2 separate regions of the Arabidopsis thaliana genome follow, and region 2 is linked to region 1. The links are chromatin contacts, called in public capture Hi-C maps. All regions are on one chromosome and are shown on one strand. Each heading gives the region's core, a stretch centred on a gene start, on an enhancer-like site or on the middle of the called end of the contact. The rest is flanking DNA. Distances are from core to core; before and after follow the strand shown.

Region 1 (4,235 bases), core at 821-3,320:
TCATGGTAGCGAGCAACAGACCCGGTCTACGACCACAGAACATATGAATGTTCACTGCTCTTCCTTCCCTTAATCTAACCTCAACCTGTGAAAAAGAAGCAGAGTAATCTCTCAAACATGAATCTTTGTTTTCTTCTTTCCAGTCTAAGCAAAAGTTATACAGAATATAGTCCTTACTCTAGCTTGCTGGCCTTTAGGACTTGGTAAAGAAGAGGGACACAACTCTTCCTTGACACGACAAGAAAGAGTTTGCGGTGTAGGTGTCAACGGATGGAAGCTTGATGAAGTTGGAGGCAAAGATCCAGGAGGAGTTGACTCAAGTTCATTGTGAAGATCATTGATCCTTTGTAGAAGTTCCTTCAGATAATCAATTGCATCTCCAAGTATTGATGCTCTATCCATCTGCAAATTCATCGAAAATCCATAAAACACTATCACGAGCCTCTTCCTCAAAAGAGTAAAGCAACTACATGCAAAGTTTGACAACAACAAAGGCCCTACAAAGCTACAACACAACAATTCTCTATAACAGCAACAAGTAAACAAGCTCTTAAGGAGATAAAAGAGACAAAGTAAGTGTTTACTTTGCTGATCTTGGGGACAACTGATCTAAGCATATAAAGCCTATCATTAAGCTTCTTCCTCCTTCTCCTCTCAGCCATCAGATTCTTAGCAGGCATACCTTTCTTCTTACCCTTTCCTCCTCCTCCAATCTGAACACTCTCAGCCGCTTTACCGCTCTCATTTATCTCATCAGACTCATAGTTCAACCCAGAAACCTCAATCCCAGTCTCATCCATATCTCCATCATCACTAAACCTCCTCATTCCCGAACTCTCCGAATTTCCCATTTTGCTTCCAGAGCTCTGACGCATAGCTGCACGTTTCTGGAACAGAGTAGGCTGTGCACCAGACGATGCTAACACCTCTAAAGGCTTCAGAACTTTCGCTCTGTTCCCAACAAAACCACCATTAGCAGGACTACCAAAACCTTCCAACTCCAACGGAGCTGTGAAACCACCACACAACATTGTGTTGTTGTTGTTGCTTTCCGGCGCAAGAAGTGACCGAGCAGACAAGAAATCAGGAACAGAACTCAAATCCCTGTTCCCCAATTGTGTCAAAGAACCAAACCCCATCGAAATAGGAGCATGGATTTGGTTAAGAAAACCAGATTCAGAGCCAAACTCAAAAGCATTATCAAAAGGGTTTGCAGAAGAAGGAACATTGAGAAGACAACCCTTGTTGTTGTTAGTTGACAAGAACTGATTTTGCTGAGAAGGGTCAAGACTAAAAGCTTGAGAAGGAGAACAAGAAGAAGAAGAATCAATAGAGTGTTGAAGAAGAAGATTATCATTAGGGTTAAAAGGAAAACCACCAAAGTATCTGAAATCTGGCTGATTCTGTAACATCTGAAGATCTTGTGGATGTGGTTGGTTACTACTAAACCAATCACCTTCAAGCATAGGCTTAAACTGAGAAGAACCATCTTCTTGATTCCTTCCCCATGAACCTTCCTCGTTCTCTTCCCTTTCTCCACCACCACCGTTTAACCAAACCCCTCCACCATTGTTTCCGTCAAGACCCATCGCCAAAGTTGACACCTTTACCCCAAAGTCTGAACCTTTAGAGGAAAATTCTGCAAAGTTGAGACCTTTAACTGAAATTTGGAAGCTTGAAGACAATTCTGCAAAAGTTTGAAAACAAAAGATATATACTTTGAATATTCAGAGACTTGGAAAAGTAAAAAAAGAGAAGCATTAAAGTAGAATCACGAGGATTTCATGAATTGAAGAAGCGAAATCTGAAAAGGAAGATAGAGATAGAGAGAGAGAATGATAGATTCATTTCTCAGAGCTTTCAAAAATTGAAACTTTTTTTTTGATGGATTCAATTTCGGCCACCATGAAATTGCTTTATCATTGAACACATACCCCAGATTTCTCGTGACTCTCTTTGCTTTGCTTCGTTTACCGTATCTCTCTCTCTCTCACCGTCACTATTTCTCCATTTTTCTGCTTAATTTTGGCTTAAGCTTATCTCTCTGTCTCTGTTGTCACTGTCTCTGTCTTTATATAGACAGTGTTTAAGTAAGTTAATGATGATGATGATAATTTCAAAGTGTAATTAGCATCATTCATGCAACGCGTGTCTTCCATGCATTTCTTTAACTCATATTATTACCTAATTATTGTTATGTACTTAAAAGTTCTTTTTCAAAAGATGGTAATAAAATTTATTTTATATTCTTACTATTAAATATATTTCCTTTTATTTTTTGTATTTTTTTAAAAAATTATAAATAATTATGTTGTAACGCATATCTCGACTTTACCGGCGTCGACATCTTTTCGATGGTTCCTAAGCTTCTTGAACAAAGCCACATCAAGCTCAAGTTTGTAAGTAAATAGTTTAATTTCATAAGTCTTTTAAACATTAATTAAGTAAGGACGAGTAATTCCAAATTTTCTGATGATTGTAGCGTTTATCACCATTATCAACTAAATTGAGTTCCCAAAAAAATATAGTTGTGTTGCGATATGCTTTCTAGTCTTCTAGAGGAAGTAATTAGGGATTCATTTTCTAAAAAGTTTTGTTAGTTTCAATTGTGGCTTTGTGCCTTAAATTGGCTTTTTGCTTATATAGTTTTGGTTTATGCTTTATTATTAGAGAATTTGTTTTTCTACCGGCTAAGATTCCGGAGATTTAAACGTGTTCTCCGGCTATCTATCTTAGTTTCCTTCATTTAAAGGTTTTAATAAACATTGAATTTTTTTTTTTTTATGGGCTGTTTGTTGCAGTCCACCCATACTATATGGGTTCAATTAGGATCACTATGTAGTAGACCTCAGCCCAATTCATTATGTATTTTTTATCTTCTTTCTAATTTCATACAAACTATAAAATTCTACCTAAATAACCAATTTCCATTTATTTCTGTAGTTGTAATTTATAATCAATAATTCGCGTTTATTGTTTCGAAATTTGAGTAAATCTGAATTTAAGACTCGGTCAAACTTTTTAAGACTCGGCCAAGCTTTCAAAGTGTTTTTGACATGTTGTTGGGAAGGTTTTAAACTCGGATTTACTCTAATCGCGAAATAGTAAACATGAATTATTGATTTTAAATTGTAATTACATATAATAATTGAATTTGGTAAATTGGGTAGAATGTGGAATTAGATAGAACAAAAAGAGCAGAAGGTGAATTGGATAGAGGTCAAAAATATTGGTAATCCTAGTTAAACGCATATAATACATGTGGATTGGTACAAACAGCCATTTTTTATTTATGCATCAAGTACGGTAGTGCATTTTATCCGTTTCATGAATATTGATTTTGCAAATTTTCATTTCACACAGATTAAAAATTTATACTGCATTTTCTTTCTTTCTATCTACTTCTTTTTATTTACTGTAGCTATACATGATTTGATTTTCAATAATAAACACTTCCCAAGAATTATAATTCAATATTAGTTTTACTTTATTTTAAAGCTACTATAATACACATAGGAATCTTGAAGATTGATCTTTGATGAAATGGATGACGTATCTATTTCACCAGTTTCAATATATTGTTTCTTTGCAAATATATGAAAATAGTCTCTTTGTTTTCAATAAATCCAGCATGGCTTGAACAAAATAAACTTACTCATTAGAAATTTTTTAAAGATGAATATGAACAACTTAAAGCTTATTTTTAACTCCATCAAATTAAATGGTAATGGTTAGTGTGCAAGGAAAACTTATTTCCAAGTAGTCGATATATCCTTCATTTGGTAGCAATTTGGTGAATGTGCTGAATCAACTAGCAACTCAATGTTCTTCAAAATTTGGGGTAGAATCTTCGGAGTGCTCTTCAACTTCGATTTGAGAAATCATTATTATTTTTTGTTTCGATCCATTACAATCACCGCAATGTTAAGTTTATTAAAACTGAGATCACTAGGTAGAAAAGTAGAACCACTTAATTTGCTTTTCATATATAAGTTCAAATTTAAAGAAATTATTTTTTTGGTTTTCCCTAAGGTTTGGGGTTGAAAATTTTGAAAGAAAGTAATAGAGTTCGATATATGTATATTAATTTCTTTCCAGTTTTGATGTTTAAAGAAAAACTATGTAATTCGAAAAACAAAATCTACTTAACGATGTTATTGACGGTGGTCCGGTTGTCTTTAGTTCGACTAGCATCATATCCAAATATAGTTTAAAATATCAGTTAATTTTCTGTT
Region 2 (4,502 bases), core at 1,018-3,517, 100 kb after region 1:
AGAAGTATATTCGAAAAACCGCCTTTTCTTGCTAACCTTGGATCTACAATCTGCCTTATTCTGCCATTCAAGAACAACGGTCGTGCCTGTTAAGAAAAAAAAAAAGAAACACATGAACATGTCGTCATCAAAATCGGAACATTCATTAGTCTAATACGTATCCACACATCATTAAGGGCCATAACACGAAACTCTTTTTCATCAGCATAACCAAAATCAAAACCTATATATGGTTAAAGGTCAATAGTAAAACCACTACCATTTTTACGAAAAATCAAAATTGATAGCATATGGTTTAATGGTTAATTGATTAATCTAAACCCTAAACCCTAAATCGTAAACGGTATAATTATGCAAAATCGACCAAAAGGTCACCATCAAAACAATTTTTCTCTTAAGCAAAATTGGAATTTAGATAGATATAATCTGGTTATATAGTCTAAAAGAAGCAAAGCCTATAAATGGTCATAAGGAAAAAACTAATCCATCCTTAAGCAAAATAAGGTTGAGAGGATTACCCAATGCACAAGATAGCGACTTTGATTACCAACGCATTCGGATGAGGGCATAAGAGCTTTGCGTCCACTGATAAGCTCCAGCAGCACAACTCCAAAGCTATAAATATCAGATTTCAGCGTCAACTTCCCGGTGTTCGCGTACTCTGGTGCACAATACCCATGAGTTCCCATAACTCTAGTAGAGACATGAGACATATCATCACTTGGACCAAACTTTGCAAGTCCAAAATCTGAGAGCTTAGGTTTATAGTCATGATCCAACAATATGTTTGAAGTTTTCAAATCTCTGTATATCACAGGAGGTTGTGCTTCGTTGTGAAGAAACGCTAACCCTTTAGCCGCTCCTAGAGCTATCTTCATCCTTGTCTTCCAATCTAAAGCCTCTTGACCCTCGCTAAGATCTGACAAAACAACACAAGAATTTAAAAAACTTTAATGAATCTCGTTCTTGAAAATTTCTTGGTTTGAGTGTAGTTTTTTTTTTACCGTAGAGATGATCTTCTACAGATCCAAGAGGCATGTATTCATAGACAACGAGTCTTTGATCGCCTTCAGCACAATAACCGAACAAATGCACTAGGTTTCGGTGGTGCAAGAGCGAGAGCATTAGGACTTCCACAAGAAACTCTTTGTCTCCTTGAATACCAGACTGATCAAGCATTTTAACAGCTATGTTCTTGAATTAAGACCAACAACAAAGCACAATGACAAACAGTTAGAGATTTCACAACGACAAGATTATTGATTTGATTAGTCCAAATGTTAATAATAGATTACCTGTCCAGTGCTTAGCCTTCCTTTATACACAGTTCCAAATCCACCTCTTCCGATCAAAGATTCATTCCTGAAGCTGTTAGTCGCGATGGCGAGTTCTCTGTATGAGAAAATCTGACATCTGTATCTAGAAGAATCTTGCACTACGGTTTGTGAACTTGACGAATCTACTTCTTTTGCTGTTCCAGCTGGTTGGGCTACAGAGGAACAAAACAACACAATGAGAGACTATATCACATATGTTATTGGATCACAAGTAGATTAAAAAGACATTTATCAGCCAAATACACAAATCTTTGAACTATAAAACACAAACCCTAAGCCGGGATTTGTACGATCCGTATAAACTAATCACAAGACAAATACTATATGTATCATTAATAAATAAGCTATTTAAAAGAAAAGGGAGATTTTATCATGATTTACTACTAATGACTGGTATTAAAGATGACTAATCTCAAGATTAATCTATAAATAATAATAAAAAGATCAAAGGGAAGTGAGAGGAACCAGAAGAGGAGGATGTCTGGTTACGTATGGATCTCTTATGAGATTTGTCTTTGAGCTTCGTTTTCCGACTGGGACGAAAACACAAGCAACTAACCATGTTTTCTTTTAATCAATCTCAAGGAAAATAATCTTTTTGTTGTTGGTGTCACTCAATAAACAAAGATATACACACACATACACTCTCTATATGGTTTATCAATAGGGCTCAAGAGATGATCACACACGAGGACAAAGAACTAACGGTTTTGTTATCAAAAAGATGAAAACTTTGAAGGAATCAGACGAACCCCAAGAAACACACGATCAACAGAGATTCGAGTTTTGGGAATAATTTTCCATCAAAAATTGATTACAAAAAAACACGAGAAATTTGTGAGGTGATAAGGAAGGAGATTTAGATTAAAATCGAGAGTTTTCGTAAAATTTTGGGGGATTTAGATAAGATTTGGTTGAAGGGGTTTTGATAGGAAGGAAAGACACGTAATCAACAAAAGAGAGCATGGGGGTGCAATATATATGGTACGTTACTCACCAATTGCTTCTATGAGATAAAATCATTTATTGTTTTATTATGCCATTGAGGGTAATAATCTACAATGTTAATTGTTTTATAGTAAGTTTCTCCTTTATATCCCTGGAATTTATAATTGTGATAAATGTTGGATTCTGAATTTAAACTAATTTTTAAGACAAAAATTAGAAAATAATCCTCACGTTAAGTATTTCTAAATTCTAATAGTGATATATTAGATGATAACTATGTTTGTTATGCATTCAAAAAAGGCCCAAAACTATAGACGTAACGACAAAAAAATTATCAACGTTTTTGAAATTCATTGAAGAATTTTTTTTGTTGGTTGGTTTTGGTGCAAAATAATTTTTAAGTGTATTGCAAAAACCGCAGAGAATAACAAAATTTTGATAAACAAATTCATGTAACGTGAGCTACAAGTATTAAAGATTCCCAGTCTAAAACTCAATAATTTTTAACAGACGATGAAAACGGCAAGATGCTTTTCCCTATGTTTAACCTCAAAATTAAAAGGAACGCTGATAATGGTAAAATTTAGGCCAATATATCCATGCAATGTAAGTTAAAAGATTTTATCAAAGATTCTCTGTCTGAGACATAAGACAGTTCCGAACCAAATTTGGAAACACATTCAACTTCTATTTCACATTATTCAATATACGATAATGATAATTATCGGAACTTTTTTTTTATGGTTTCTATGGATTTTATGACTCCATTCTTATCATTTTGTGCATAAAAGTCTAGTAATTAACAAAACTAAAGAAAGAGGAGAGGGAAACAGTATTAACAAGTATTAATTATACGAACGTATACACATTTGATTCTTGGTTGTGTTCTTCTCTAGCTCCACTATGAGGTTCAAATTCAAAAGTTGTTTTTGATTTAGCCAAGACTTTAAAGAAGCCTTGGCCGAGATTTTATGACGACAGATAACGGTCAATAATGATGGTTAACGTTGTTGATCGGTTTTTACGATCGGTTAAGGTTCTGACATTAGTACAATATGTAATGTAAATCATGTGATGTGAGTCATGGAGCCATACCACTCTTAAAATTTGGAGATTGTATGGTAGTACGTAGAATAAAAAGTATGGTAGACAGTACATGATTATGAATGAATCATGACGTTCTCAAATCTTTTTGTAATCAGATTTTATTTCCATCACAATTATTTATTTTTAGTCATTACAAAAGTTTACACCAAAATAGCAATTGTTACCTTTAAAATGCATATTTTACAAGAACTACTTACATAATTAGTTTTGTCCATCTTAAACTAGCTCTCACCTATACCTGAACCTACTTGCAATGTTAGTAGCAAATTTCTAACGACGAGAATAATAATAATGAAATTAACAATCTGCAAGTGGTAGTAAATTGAAGTTTCACTAACCGAGAATCAATTTTTGTATTAGGAAAAGTTTGATTCCACGAGATGATGTTCCATCTTTAATGTCTGACACCAGCTTTATTCCTCTCTTAATCTTACTTTGTTTCTAATAAACACCAGAAGTCTTCTCTTACTTATAGCTGGATATATTTGACTTCGGTTTAATTAGTTAGTTCGGTTTGGGTTTAGTTATTTAGACCTGGTAAGAAAGCCGGTTCAATTTAAGAAGGGAGTAGTAAAACCATATATTGAACCAAGAGGCCAGCTAGTTACTCGTAGGCCTGGGCGTTCGGTTTGCTTAATTCGGTTTGGGTCCGGTTATTTAGAACAAAAAGTTTGATATGGCCGGTTCAATTAAAGAAGGGGAAGTAGATTTGAAGAATAAAACCAGTGAGTCCATTTATAACCAAGAGTCCAGAATCTTTTTCAAGAAGTCATTATATGATTGTTACAGTGCTTACGTACTCTTTCTTGGCGCTACAATAGGCGTGGAACCGGTCTTCGTTAACCGTACCAAACCCGGAAAGCTCAATGCCGAAAGCTGCAAGCCTACGAGTGTCCCGTGGGATGGGCGATTGCCATATACCGTCCCACCAACCAGGAGGTGCAAGCGGCGTGAAGGCGCATTGGTTTGGCTGTTTTGGACAGCTTAACGGTCCAGCGTATCGGTTCCAGACATGTCCCCAACCTACCTGGTTCTTCAGACCATCTGCTAACAAATTGCTCTGGAAACTACTCAGGAACGCAAAGCTTGAGTTGCTCGAACCATCCTCTG

The links. Capture Hi-C pulls out chosen DNA fragments and counts their contacts.
Region 2: a contact with region 1 is called in a capture Hi-C map of seedling, with 1.6 times the contacts expected there. The contact joins the promoter of CDG1 here to the promoter of ICE1 in region 1. A contact is called at or near these places in 1 of 26 Hi-C or Micro-C datasets (rosette leaf) and 1 of 3 other capture datasets (seedling).

The regions. Positions count from the first base shown.
Region 1 is chr3:9,833,202-9,837,436 of TAIR10.1, forward strand. ICE1 (basic helix-loop-helix (bHLH) DNA-binding superfamily protein) reads right to left here and starts at 2,071. Exons shown (of 5, transcript NM_001035697.2): 1 at 1,935-2,071; 2 at 585-1,687; 3 at 178-402; 4 at 1-85. The coding sequence starts at 1,589.
Region 2 is chr3:9,937,038-9,941,539 of TAIR10.1, forward strand. It overlaps CDG1 (Protein kinase superfamily protein), which reads right to left and starts at 2,268. Exons shown (of 5, transcript NM_113608.3): 1 at 1,803-2,268; 2 at 1,296-1,489; 3 at 1,005-1,194; 4 at 519-919; 5 at 1-86. The coding sequence starts at 1,899. AT3G26950 reads right to left here. Exons shown (of 7, transcript NM_113609.4): 7 at 4,070-4,499. The coding sequence ends at 4,165.